4 separate regions of the Mus musculus genome follow, and regions 1, 2 and 3 are each linked to region 4. Evidence: chromatin contacts called from public promoter capture Hi-C data. All regions are on one chromosome and are shown on one strand. The core of a region is the stretch at or near the end of the contact, and the rest is flanking DNA. Distances in the headings are between cores, read along the strand shown.

Region 1 (3,339 bases), core at 36-2,535, 2.0 Mb after region 4:
TCAGGTCTTGATCCTAAACTCATAGACGTGTAAGTTTTGATTCTAGCACAGACCTCATTGACAGACTGACTAGAATTTAGTGAATTCAAATATTAGCCATCTTGGTTAAAAGTGGGATGGATCTGTTGGACTGACACCTAGGAAAGCTGAGCAAAGTTCACAGTAGTGGGGTGCATGCTGGTAGATAATAGTCAAAGGGACTGACTGAGCTCAGGGACAGTGATCTACTTTCCCCAAGGGCCCATGGTTCTAGGACTGAGCTGATAAAGATAGATTCCAGGATTGGGTTATGTAGTTCAGTTGGACACTTAGCTAGCATGGCCTGGGTTCCATCCCCACCACAAGGAAAAGAAGAGACTCATTGTTGAGTCTCAAGGCTGCCTTTTATACTCTAGTGTAGTAGGTTGAAGAATGGGCAGGAGGAAGCCTGTGTTCTTCACAAGAAAGTTGTGATCTAGCTTTCAATTCTGGAGTCTAGACTCAAGTGAAGGGAGGGAGGCAGGCCTTGGTTAATTGCCTGATCATTGGTGTGGATAGAAACACTGGGCAAAGCAAGCATCTAAGAGGATGGTGATGTTAGTTCTGTTTGAGAGTCCCTTAAATCACCCTGATGAACTGCCCTATCCTGAGTCTGACATTTTCATTACTTTTTGGTATGTGAGGGTGGTCTAAAGCTTCATGAATACTACCCCTTCCCCCCACGAAAAATGTAGGTACCTTAAGAGTTGGTGTAAGTAAGGAAAATTTATGGAGGGGAGAATTACATATTTAATATAAAAGAACCTTGAAAATGTTTGGATGAATAGGTAGGTCATTGCAGGATTACAAAGATGTGGGGAACTCATGAACTAGAAGTGTAAATTTATTCCAAAAATTAAGATGGTCCTTGAAAATGGGGTCACATAGTTGCCCTCCTCTACATTGATTGATGGTAACTTCTAGGCAGTCCTCTGCTAAGATTCCTTTTATTTTGACCAGATCCAAATTGGGTCACTTGAAATAGGCAGAATGTATGAAAAATAACTTAGGAGCAGAAATCTACAACAAACACCTTAAAAACTTTAAAAGTCCTTAGGAGCCATTTTGTGGGTATAATGACATCACTGTTAGCAGAAATGATGTCACCAAGACAGCGGAATGCTGGTGCACACAGCAAAAGCTCACAAAGCTAAGATTGCGCATGTCTAAGGTAAGGTGCAGCCGCGCATGCTCTAGAGGTCGAGGAGGGTGTCACCGGCGCTGACGATCGGCGGGCGCTGCACACTTGCCCCGGAAGTGCTTGGCGCGGCGCGGCTGGGCGCTAAGATGGCGGCGGCGTGAGTTGCATGTAGTACGAGGATCCCGGGGCTGCCGCATTGCTCCGGCCCCGCCATGGCCGTCACCATCACCCTTAAAACGTTGCAGCAGCAGACCTTCAAGATCCGCATGGAACCTGACGAGACGGTGCGGGCCGGAGCCCGGGGGCGGGAGCGACCGGGTGCCGGGGTGGGTGGGGGCAGGGATGCCGGGATCCAACGGGAGGGGCGGAGAGGACGCCGTGGCCAGGCCCTGCCCTCCCCCAGCAGCCCGACCTCCTCGGATCCCCCCGATCGGCCCTGCCCTGCCCCGGCGGCTCGGGCGCTGTTCCCGGGCCAGTCCCTGGGAGTTCCCAGGTCTGGCTCCCGTGTCAGCTGCGGGCTCCGCGTTCCCAGCCTGCAAGCTGCTCAGGTGGCACAGTTTGCCCTCAGTGCCAACGAGGTGCCGACTGGTGACTACAATGATGATAATAATAAATGGTCTTAATCTTAATAGTTTTGGTGGTCCGTCTTTGTTGGCCGTTTATTCTTTACCAGTTTATTCTTTACCAGAGTATTAGTGTCATCTTGCTGAGTCTGCAAAACAGTGTTGTCGTTTGGGGACTCCTGACTTTCCCCTTTTGACAACCACGGAGTTAAGGAACTTTGCCACGGTCACAGCCAATAATGACAGTGACAAGATTTTTTTTTTTCTCCATTTCACATAACAGCAGCCTAAACATGCTGTATGAACTTTTGTTTGGTTTTGCTTTTTGAGAGTGGAGTCTAGTCTTGTTCTTCTGGGCTCATGTGAACCTTCTTTACTTAACCTCCAAGTAACTGATATTGCTGTCTTGGGCCACCTCCCCTAAACCTTCTCAAAACATAGGTTGAAGCCATTGGTGTACCCTCAGTGAAGTCTAAGCTTGGTAGTCATGTTCATAATCTCTGAGCAGAGATTACCTGGAGTTCTAGGCCAGCCTGGGCTATGATGTTTTAGGCAAGCCTGGAGTTGAGTACAGAATAAAATCCTGTTCCAAAAATGGAGGGAAGAAAGATGACCTCAGTAAGTACAGAAAAGTTACTGTTTGAGGCCAGCGATGGATACACCGTTTCATTTTCTTATTACTGTTTCCCCTCCTAACCACATCCCATTGGAAATACAAGTTTGCTTTTCTTCTCACATCAGTGTCTTCTTCATGAGAACACTGACTTGTGTTTGTTCTGTTCCACAGGCCTCTGTAAAACAAGTTGTAAAACAGGTTGGGGATGGAGCTTTTGAATATACAAGGCCTGAGCTAGGGGTCTGTCCCCAAACCACCACTACCATTACACACACACACATATACACACACGGTGAACAGTTCCCGTGTCTGGCATGTAATAGACTGCTGTCAGCTCGATAGATTGAATAGGAATCTCATAGGATTGAAAGCAAAGCTTTTTCTCTAAACAAAAGGGAAGAAGAAGGGAACCTAAGGGTTCGTGATGGTCATTGTATTCTATTTGAAATGGTCTCACTATATAGTCCTGGCTAGCCTGGAACTTAAAGAGATCCACTTGTCTCTCCTAAGTGCTGGGATTATAAGTGTGCACAACTATGCCTGGATTTCACTGAGGGTGTCTTGGTGTGTTAGTGCTATTTATAAATGCACGCACACTGTACTATTAAACTTCTGTGTTTAATACCTGTACTCCTTACTCTAGGTAAAGGTGCTGAAGGAGAAGATAGAAGCTGAGAAGGGTAGAGATGCTTTCCCCGTGGCTGGACAGAAACTCATCTATGCTGGCAAGATCTTGAGTGACGATGTTCCCATCAAGGAATACCATATAGATGAGAAGAACTTTGTGGTTGTCATGGTGACCAAGGTGGGGAGATTAGCTGGGATGCTGGCAAAGAGCTTGTATGCCCAGGAGAGATTAGCCTTAGGCAGGGTGGGGCCATGATGGGGCAGGGTGGCAAGGCTTGATAGGGATGCTGCTTGCCTGATTCTCGTTTCTTGTTGTCACAGGCCAAAGCTGGCCAGGGTATCCCGGCACCCCCAGAGGCCTCACCCACTGCTGT
Region 2 (3,103 bases), core at 379-2,878, 2.2 Mb after region 4:
TGAGTACACGGGTAGTTTCCCCAGGAAGACGGGAAGAAAGAACAGCCCAAGAACTGAGTACTTTGTCCTCTACATATGTGAGTGCAGGAGGGTTTCGAAGATGTTTTTCCGTAACTCCACAGGGTGCGAATCTCACTCCACCCGGACTCATCCCGCATGACGGTGCCGCAGCGTGTGAGAGCATGAGAGAAGGAAACATCGAGTTCTCTCCGGGACGCCGTGCAGACTGTCCAAAGAACTGTAGCACCAAACAGACTCGAACGACCCGAGACAACACTTAGTTAGGCTCCTGAGGGCTGGATTGGAGGGGCGTGCTCGCCGATGGAAGGGGCCCCGCCCCGGAAGCCCTCTCCTCGGGCTAAGACCGGCTGCCCTTGTTCTTATATGGGCATCCGGAAGTGGTTCGCGGCGCCAACCTACGTCATTACATCCAAATTTAGCCAGGGAAGTCGGCCGGCTGCAGTGGCGGGAAGTCTGCCCGCTGGCAGGGGGTGTTTCTTAAAGGGCCTGCACAGCAAATGAAAGGGGTTATTTGAATTTTTCTCCCTTCTGCAACTAGAAGCAAGTTTTTCTTGGGAAGTGATGCAAAGTGGAACCGACTTCTTTTTTTCTTTTCTTTGTTACTGTGTGTGTGTGTGTGTGTGTGTGTGTGTGTGTGTGTGTGTGTGTGTGTGTGTGTGTGTGTGTGTGTGAGACATCGTATAGAAGTCTGTTCTCTTGTACGGCGTGGGACCGGTGGGACCGGGAATCGAACTGAGTTCGTTAGGCTTGGCAACAAGTGGCTCCACCCACTGTGCCATCTCGACCCAGATATCTGTCTTTCTTGGAGTAATTCCGTTCACGAGGGCATGAAGGCAGAAAACTGCTCTATTGACAAGGGAAGATCGCAGGCCCTATGGACATTGGGACTTCCATGCCACTGGGTTGCGGAAAACTGGGAGATCTTTAACGCTGAAAGTAAAGAGCAGTCGTGAGGTGGTGGATATCTGTGGTTACGGGGTACAGTGTCCGTGCCCACTTTCCACCCATGTCCAGAAAGGTGGAGATAGAAGGGCTGCAGGCTTTAGTTGATCCTTTCGCCATAGTATAATCATATAATCATTCGTTTAGTAAATATTGGTCAGGTGGCTGCCTATTTCTCACCTGGAAAACTGTATCTTCTATGGAGTGGAGGTGAGAGATCAGAGACATTGAATAAAAAGAGAAAGTTCAACACTGTAGTAACTGGCGTGTAGTAACTGCTTAATAAGTAGCAGCGTTTTTACTGTTCAAAAAATATTAATTAGCAGGCTGGTAGGCAAGATGAACGGTGCCCTCGGGGAATGTACCCCGGTCCCGGGTTTTCCCCACTGCAGTCAGATTACCGCCCACTATCCGTCTCGTTGGTGGGCCTCATCCTCTGGCCCGTTGGTGACTCTGAGAACCCAGAACCTAGTGTCTTAAGGTGCAGTGGGGAAGTTCTTCCTTGCAGTAGTTAAGTCCTTTTTCCTTCGAGGCGTAAATTTATCCCTATTGCTTTAAGGACTCGCTAGCCACTGTGGAAAGCCCGGATGAGGCCCTCTGGTTGGGCGTGGTGTTGCAGTGACGTCACTCTCAGTATATTAAAAGGCTCCGGCTTGCTGCCCTCGCCCGAACGTCTAGCAGAGTACCTGCTGCTGTAAGCTTGTCGTCTGGGCTGCACCGCCCGTCTTAACCCATTCTCGACTTAACTACTCTCGTCGAACAAGCATGGAAGTACAGAAAGAAGCGCAGCGCATCATGACTCTGTCGGTATGGAAGATGTACCACTCTCGCATGCAGCGAGGTGGCTTGCGACTCCACCGGAGTCTGCAGCTGTCCCTCGTTATGCGCAGCGCTCGAGAGGTCTACCTCTCAGCCAAGGTAGAAGCCCACCAGCCCGAGTTCCCGCCATCCCGCAGGGCTCTTGACCCTCGCCTGCACCCGCCGCGGGAAGCCGAAGTTGCAGTGGAAGTAGCGTCCCCCGAAGCCGTGCAGCCTCCGGAGCCCATGGATACGCAAGAGGAAGTGCTGCGAGTCCAGGAGACCCCTGCGCTCTGTGACCCGCCCCCCGCTAGAGTCAGCCGCAAGCGCCGGAGCAGCAGCGATTTGAGCGACGGTAGTGATGCCGGACTGGTACCAAGCAAGAAGGCCCGTCTAGAAGAGGTGGAGGGGGAGGCGACGTCGGAGGTTCCCGATCGCCTGCAGCTTCCTCCGGCACAAAGCGAAGGTGCCTTCCCTAACCTCGCCCGCGTCCTCCAAAGGCGCTTCTCCAGTCTCCTGAACTGTGGACCCGCCGTGCCCCCGCCGACGCCCCCCACGTGCGAGGCCAAGCCAGCCTGCCGCCCGGCCGACAATATGCTCAACGTGCTGGTGCGAGCTGTGGTGGCCTTCTGAGAGCTCTGGTGGCTTCTTTCGAGCGGCGCCACCGGAGCGGAGAACGCACACCCGAGGCGAAGGCCGGCGGGGGCCGTGAAGAAGAGCCGCGGCCCGAGCTGCCGAGAGGCCAGGGGAAGGACTGAGGAGCGAGGGGCGCGGGCGCCTTCTCCCAGACGTGCGTCCATAGGTGCTATTAAAGGACTGTCCCTTCCTTGGCTTGGAGAAGGGACACCTAGATCTTGAATCTCAGGGTCGAACTCTCTAGGGGCCAGGCTGCCCTTTCAAGGCCGTTTCACTACCATTCGCGTTTCGGCCCCTACAAGTGGGCACGCTTGTGCAAGCGGTCAGAGTTGCGTCATGGGACAGACGCGGGTGCTTCCTGTTGCCTTGCGTGGGTGTGGGGCCTGGGAGGAGGCCAGGGTGTGGACCCGCCCTAGGGACTGGGAAGTGACTTGAGTCACCTCGCCCCCACAGGCTGCTGTGGGTGAGCCTGAACTGAACCAATCAAATCTGCGATCAGAGTTGAAGTGGCTGGAGACCCCGGGACTGGTCAACCTAGATGATCGCCTGGCGTGGACCACCGCGGGACGGGTGGGCCGCTGGTCGTAGTTGCTGCCGTAGACACAGCTTCTTCGGGCAGGAAAGAAAATTTTTTTTTTACCAGCGTGTTTAAGAAAGTCTGTTTACTTTTCCCACGGTGGGTTGTTTAATTAGCAACTACCTGGAG
Region 3 (3,064 bases), core at 40-2,539, 2.2 Mb after region 4:
TCTACAAGGGAGTTTCACTAGTTTAATTCAGGGCAAAAAGCGGAGGCACTCTGCACCTTTAGATGTCTTCTGTGTGCACCTTGTAGGTTAACTCAGGCTCTAGAATAGTATTCACTGTCTTTGAATCTCAGTCCCACCACGTACTCTGGGCAAGTTAATTAAAATGTAAGGCTCCTATTTCCCTTACCTGTTAAATAGGAATCTTAGCTGTCAAGGGCAAAGATTAAATAACCGAATGCCTGGGAAGTGTGCAAAGGAGCCACTCAGACTGAGTGTTGGCCTAATGTATGCATCAGGAAAATATGGAGATCCGGGATGTGAGAGTTATCTTAGCTTGCCTTGCTATATGTTATCTGTTAATTGGGGGTAGAGGGCACTCTTAATCCAGGTTGTCCTGGAGTTATATAGCCCAGGGCAGATTAGAGTTTCCTGCCTCAGTCTCTCATATGGTGAGATTTCAGGCATTTCTACCAGGCCCAACGGTACTTATTTTGTTTCAAAATTTTATTTTTTTGTTATTTTTGTGTATGTGTGCAGTTGTGTGTAAGTCCTCAAAGAGCAAAAAGGTGATAGTTTCTAGAACTGTAGCCATCTGACATGACTGCTGGGAACTGAACTCTATTCAACAAGAGCAGTACACACTCTTAATTTTTTTGAGACAGGGTTTCTCTGTGTAGCCCTGGCTGTCCTGGAACTCACTCTGTAGACCAGGCTGGCCTCGAACTCAGAAATCCTGCCTCTGCCTTCCAAGTGCTGGGATTAAAGGTGTGTGCCACCATTGCCCGGCCAGTAGACACTCTTAATCCAGTCCGCACTCTTCTGTTCTTGACTCTGCTACCCATCCAAAAAGTAGTCAGGCCTCTCTAACATTAGTTATAAGACGTATAATTATCTGAGTTAGTGCAAAATGCTAACAGAACTTCACATCGCATAAGCATCCTGAGTTTTCACTTTATTAACCTCTTGAACCTAAGTTTAAATCTTCGTATTCACTTTCCTGTGATCTTGATAGTTTACTCAGCTCAGCTCCATGAAACCTCATTTCCACAAAGAGCCTAAACTGTTCCTGGAACAACAGTTGTTCTCATTTTACAAGAAACTGAAGCTCCAAGATACAGAGCAACCTGTCCCGCAGTCACTCAACTTAGCCCGTCTACAGAACCGAGACCCGGGAGGAAAGAGGAGCTGGTGAGAACCGAAGCGCTCGAAGCGCGGCTAAGCTTGCCTAAGGGGCGGGGCCGAGGCAGTTTTCCTCCCTGCCGGCAGCGCCGTGCGCTTCCTCGGCGCTCGGCTGGGGCGGCCTGGCCCACAATGAATGGCCGCCGCGGCTACCACTGCTGCTGAGGCGGAGGCCGCGGAGGCCGCAGAGGCGGAGGCCGAGGCCGAGGCGCAGGGAGGCGCGCCCCGGGCCCAGGCCCGGCCCCAGCTGCCGCTGCGGAGCCCGCCGGGAGGCCCCGGAGCGCGGCCACAGCGCAGGTGAGATGGCCCGCCCCAGGCCCAATTCCGGCCTCCTCCCGCCCGGGGCGGCCCGAGGACATCAGAGGTTCCGGCGGAGGGCCGAGAGGCGAGGCCTCCGGGCGCCCTGCTGCGAACCAGAAGCCGAGCCCGCGGCGCTGACAGCGGCGGGAGGGCAAGAGTGAGATGGCCGAATCTCAGCTGGCGGCCTACAGCGTCCAGCCCGCGGGCCCGGCCCGCAGGGCTTGAAGGCCGCTCGGGGGAGGCGCGGGTCGCGGGATCCTTGAAGTCTCAGGGCCGGAGGGGGTAATCGCGTGGAGCCGGCAGGCGAGGCTGGAGGGGGGAGGGGAGGCCTCGGGCTGGCGGGGGGTGGGAGGGCGGAGGGCTGCGCCGCCCGAGGGAAAAGGCCTGGAGGGGTGCGGGAGGGCCGGAGCTTGCAGGTAGAGGGCGCTGGGGAAGGGGGTGGGCGGGTCAGGTTACAGGCCTTGGGGGGAGGTGAGGAAAAGCCCGGGAAGTTAGACTTGGGGGGGGGTGGGCGGAGCTTGCTCGAGTGGGGGCGGATTGGAGAGAGCCCTAAGATATTTGCAGGGGGTCGCACGAGGTCAGAGACTAGAGATGTGCGGGTAAACTCCGACGGGAGGGCATCAGGTAAGGCTGGGCGTGTTGGGAGTTTGCAGGCGGCCCAGGGCCTATGGTTTAGGATGTGGGGAGCAGGTTAGGAAAACCTGGTGTGAGCTAAGGGATCTGCCCCCCCCACACACACACATCTCCGTATGTTTGCTTAGGGTCAGAACCGGGGGGGGGGGGTTCCTCTTTCCCACGCCTCTTCTCTGACACCTTGGCCAACTGCTAACAAGGACAGGCCAGCGGCTGGATGGGAGTTAGCGTGGGCTGCACCGGATACCTAGTTCAAACATCTTGTTTTCGGTGTGTATGGCCCCTACTCAACCCACCGCCCTACCCCACCCACTATGGAGGCAGCCCAGCAGACATTACCTGATTATTCTAGAGTCCTGAAATCGTTCTCAGCCTTCTGGCGCCGGAACCTGGGGGCTCCAGTCTAGAAGATGAGCCCTCACAGCGTTGCAATACGCCCTAGCTTTCCAGGCCCAACCTGCTGCCTGGGCCTGAATTCTGTCTCCTCCTGGGAGATAAAATATTCTGTCGCCTCCTGGGATGGTGACTGCCTGAAGCTCTGTTGTGTCTTTGAGACAAAACAGGTACCTACACATCCTGACTTGTGCCTGGGGGAGGGAGAAGGAGGGCTCCTGGTCCCAGGGCCTTCCCTCCCTCCTTGGTGCCCCTTCTAGGGCAGGTTGTATGCTAAGCGTGGAACCAGCTAGTTCATTGATTACTCGCCACCGCTGGGTCTTTGGCTTTCTCTTTTCAGAGAAAGAAGCTGGGGTTCGGGGCGGGGCTTGTCCCTGGTCATATGACTAGACTGTGGCCTATGCCTATTAAGTCAAGTTCGCCCTCCTTGGGTATCAGCAGAGAAATTCCTGCTGTTCCAATTCCCTGTTGGAGTCTTCTTGGACCTGGCCTTTCCTGGGCTCTCTAGACCGGCTCAGTCAATCCCCTTGCAGTAGTTCCAAGGAACTGTGTGTGGGCT
Region 4 (3,261 bases), core at 98-2,597:
TTTTTAAGGATTCAAGAAAACTTATGTCAGGCTGGAGAGATAGTTTGGTGGTTTATAAAGCATTGACTGCTCTTCCAGAGGTCCTGAGTTCAACTCCCAGCAACCACACGGTGGCTCACAACCATCTGTAGTGGGATTCAATGCCCTCTTCTGGTGTGTCCAAAGACAGCTACAGTGTACTCATATACATAAAGTGAATAAATAATTAAAAAGAAGAAGAAAGCTTACATCTGGGAAGCATTGGAATCAAGTGATGCCTTTGACTTAACAGAAACACAGGCCAGAAGAAGGGTTTGGTTTATTTGCCCTAGTCCCACAGTATGATCCCTATTATTTTTGCCCCTCACATAACACACATAACTCTACTGAAATTGCCTTTCCCCTTTCCTGTATGCCAGAGGTACAGTAAAGAAACTGCTCACTTGGCCACGCCATTAGAAGAAGGTATTTGGTTTTTTGTTTGATTGACTCTGGTCTCAACTATCTAAGTGCTACCACAATTTTAGGCTTATGACACCATGCCCAACTTTTTAAAAAATAGATTTATTTTAGAGTTATGCATATACTTGTGTGGAATGTATGGGCATAAGTGTGTGATGGTAAGCACCTCTCTCTCTAAGCAGAGGCCAGAGGGGCCTTTGGGTGATCTCCTCTACAATGTCATCTACTCCTTTAAGATTGAGTTTCTCCCTGGATCTGTGGCTCCCCTTTTGCCTTTTGTTAGCTAAGCTGCAAGCCAGCAAGCCCTCAGGTCTCAGCTGGAGCTGGGGTTGAAGATCTGTTCTCTTTCCTGGAGTGATGATAGCCAAATCAAACTCCCAGTCCTTATGATACCCAATAAGCACTCCACCGAAACAGCTCTTGTTTGGTTTTTGAGACAAGGTTTCACTTTATAGCTCAAACTGGTTTGGAATTATGTAGCTCAGGCTTGCCTTCAGCAAATGACTATCTGCCTACCTCATTCTCCCACCCCAGTGGGATGACAGTAATTGACACTAGACCAGCAATTTGGCCTTTTAATTCTTTACTGGTTGTCCCATTTTCTTTTCCTGTTACGATTTTTCTTTTTTTTCTGAAGTAAGTAAAAAGGGGAAAGGAAGGAAGTAAAAAGAAGGAAAAGAATCACCATTTGCCTATCAATGTAAAATCCTTCTACTAGATGCCCAAAGGCATCAGGCCCTTATCAAATATGGCCGCCCAGGCCTCGCCTGCCGACGCTTGCCCACGGTCAACATGGTGACAGCGTGTGGCGTCGACTTCCGTTGCCCTCAGCCTACCAACGCACCCTTCGCGACGGGGCGGCGAGTTTCCACAACGGCGGCGGGCTGAGCGCATGCGTGGCGGCTGTGGCGGCGGCGGCGGCGGCCGTGGCGGGGCAGCGGGGCAGCGGGGCAGCGGGGTGGCGGGGAGTCTCTGCCCGCAGTTGCTAAGCTGCGGCGGCCGTGTCGTGATGGTGTAGCGGGGCCTGCGGGCGGGCGAGGAGGCCGGCACGGCCCACGCCTCCTGAGCGGCTCGGTGCAGCGGCGGCACGCTGAGGGGGCGTCGCCGCCGCTGGCCCCCGGCGCCCCGGGAGGCCGCGCCCGCCATGGCGGCCCGGGTGGTGCTGGATGAGTTCACGGCGCCCGCGGAGAAGGCGGCGCTGCTGGAGCGGAGCCGCGGGCGCATCGAGGCTCTGTTCGGGGTGGGCTTGGCCGTGCTCGGCGCCCTCGGGGCGGAGGAGCCGCTGCCCGCGCGTATCTGGCTGCAACTCCGCGGCGCGCAGGAGGCGGTGCACAGCGCCAAGGTGAGTCCGGCCTGGCTCGCACGGGCCGCGCGCGGGGCGCTCGGAGCGGGTCCGTCCTGGGAGCCTCGGGGTCCCTGTTTGTAAAGGGCGCTGCGAAAGCATCTCCCTGACTGGTCCCTCGCGAAGTGCGCAGAACGCAGAGCCATCAGGCCCCGGAGCACGCGCGCTGAGCGGGCTCGCGCTCCCTCCGTCCGCTGGTCCCTTGGATGTGCGCAAGGCTCGATGCTCCTGGTTGGTCTTCACCCTCCAGGCCGCCACTCCAGGGCTTCTAAACCCTTTGGGAATCTTAGGCCTGAACCTCTAGGAAATCAGGAAGGGAACGCATGTAATGACCAGACGCTTCAGAGGTAGAATATTTGGTAGCTGCGTTAAAAATATTATTCCTGTAGTGTTGGTGTTCTACGATTAAATGATGGTTGTTACACTTCTGACATTCCGCCGAGTACCACAAAAGGAATACGCAGGCTTTAAAAATCCGGCGAATACGTTTTGATAGGGCTTGTTCCTTCTATTAAATGAACAACTGGAGAAACTGAAACTAAGCGGTGACTCACCTTGTGTATAATCAGTATTTCAGATTCAGCACCGCCATCAGCCCCTCCCCCTTGTCAGAAAACAGCAAAATTTGACCGCGGAGGCGCTTATGCCTCTAAAATCTCATTGAGTCAGTGAAATAGCCAGGTTAGTCGACAGGTTGCCAGGAGAACGGGCAATTTAATTGCTTCTATGCAAGAGAGTCCTCCAAGCCGTGGGTGGGAGAAGGCTGAAGGTGTATTGTATAGCATCTTAAGCTCCCGGGGAGGAGTAGGAAGTTGAGGAATAAGGTATTGTTTCCTCTTTGGTGTTTCGAGGGTCAGATCTGGGAACTTAGGAGAATGCCCCTCTCTGCCCCTCTTGGTTTGAAGTCACCAATGTCTTAAAGCCCCCTGTTTGGAGCTTCCTGAACATCTTCTACCCACCTTTTCCCAAACTCTTCCACCTATCAGGCACCAGAATTTGTTTCTAGAAACCACATGGGCGATGTTTTGTTTTTGTTTTTTTAAAGATTTATTTATTTATGTATGTGAGTACACTGTAGCTGTCTTCAGACACACCAGATGAAGTTGTCAGATGCCTTTATAGATGGTTGTGAGCCACCATATGGGTGCTGGGAATTGAACTCAGGATCTCTGGAAGAGCAGTCAGTGCTTTAAACCGCTGAGCCATCTCTCCAGCCCCAGCGATGCTTGTTAAACAGTTCAGCTCTGGGGAGACTTTCTTTTTCTATCCTACATCACAAATTTCACATTACTCTTTAAGAGGTTGTAGCTCCAGGTGTCGATTTAATTTAAAAAAAGAAATGTTTACCATGTGTAGGCTGTAAGGTGCTTATTTGTGTGATTCTTGACAGTGTGGGGGTTGAACCTGTTGGTGTTGGACCAAGTTGGTTCCCCTGTGCTTAGCTCCTTGCGCCGCCCACTCTCTTACTACCCAGAGCT

Evidence for each region. Promoter capture Hi-C pulls out the DNA fragments that hold promoters and counts their contacts.
Region 1: a promoter capture Hi-C map of pre-B cells shows a contact between it and region 4, with 3 times the contacts expected there. The contact joins the promoter of Rad23a here to the promoter of N4bp1 in region 4. A contact is called at or near these places in 2 of 39 promoter capture datasets (neutrophils and pre-B cells) and 1 of 484 Hi-C or Micro-C datasets (B cells).
Region 2: a promoter capture Hi-C map of neutrophils shows a contact between it and region 4, with 4 times the contacts expected there. The contact joins the promoter of Ier2 here to the promoter of N4bp1 in region 4.
Region 3: a contact with region 4 is called in a promoter capture Hi-C map of neutrophils, with 2.6 times the contacts expected there. The contact joins the promoter of Nacc1 here to the promoter of N4bp1 in region 4. A contact is called at or near these places in 2 of 39 promoter capture datasets (neutrophils and pre-B cells).

Annotation. Positions count from the first base shown.
Region 1 is chr8:84,838,598-84,841,936 of GRCm38.p6, reverse strand. Rad23a (RAD23 homolog A, nucleotide excision repair protein) reads left to right here and starts at 1,285. Exons shown (of 9, transcript NM_001297606.2): 1 at 1,285-1,443; 2 at 2,982-3,143; 3 at 3,287-3,339. The coding sequence starts at 1,372.
Region 2 is chr8:84,661,377-84,664,479 of GRCm38.p6, reverse strand. Ier2 (immediate early response 2) reads left to right here and starts at 1,628. Exons shown (of 1, transcript NM_010499.4): 1 at 1,628-3,103. The coding sequence starts at 1,729. The coding sequence ends at 2,394.
Region 3 is chr8:84,686,087-84,689,150 of GRCm38.p6, reverse strand. It overlaps Nacc1 (nucleus accumbens associated 1, BEN and BTB (POZ) domain containing), which reads left to right and starts at 1,289. Exons shown (of 6, transcript NM_025788.3): 1 at 1,289-1,476. It also overlaps a transcript of Trmt1 not described here.
Region 4 is chr8:86,883,344-86,886,604 of GRCm38.p6, reverse strand. It overlaps N4bp1 (NEDD4 binding protein 1), which reads left to right and starts at 1,347. Exons shown (of 7, transcript NM_030563.2): 1 at 1,347-1,783. The coding sequence starts at 1,586.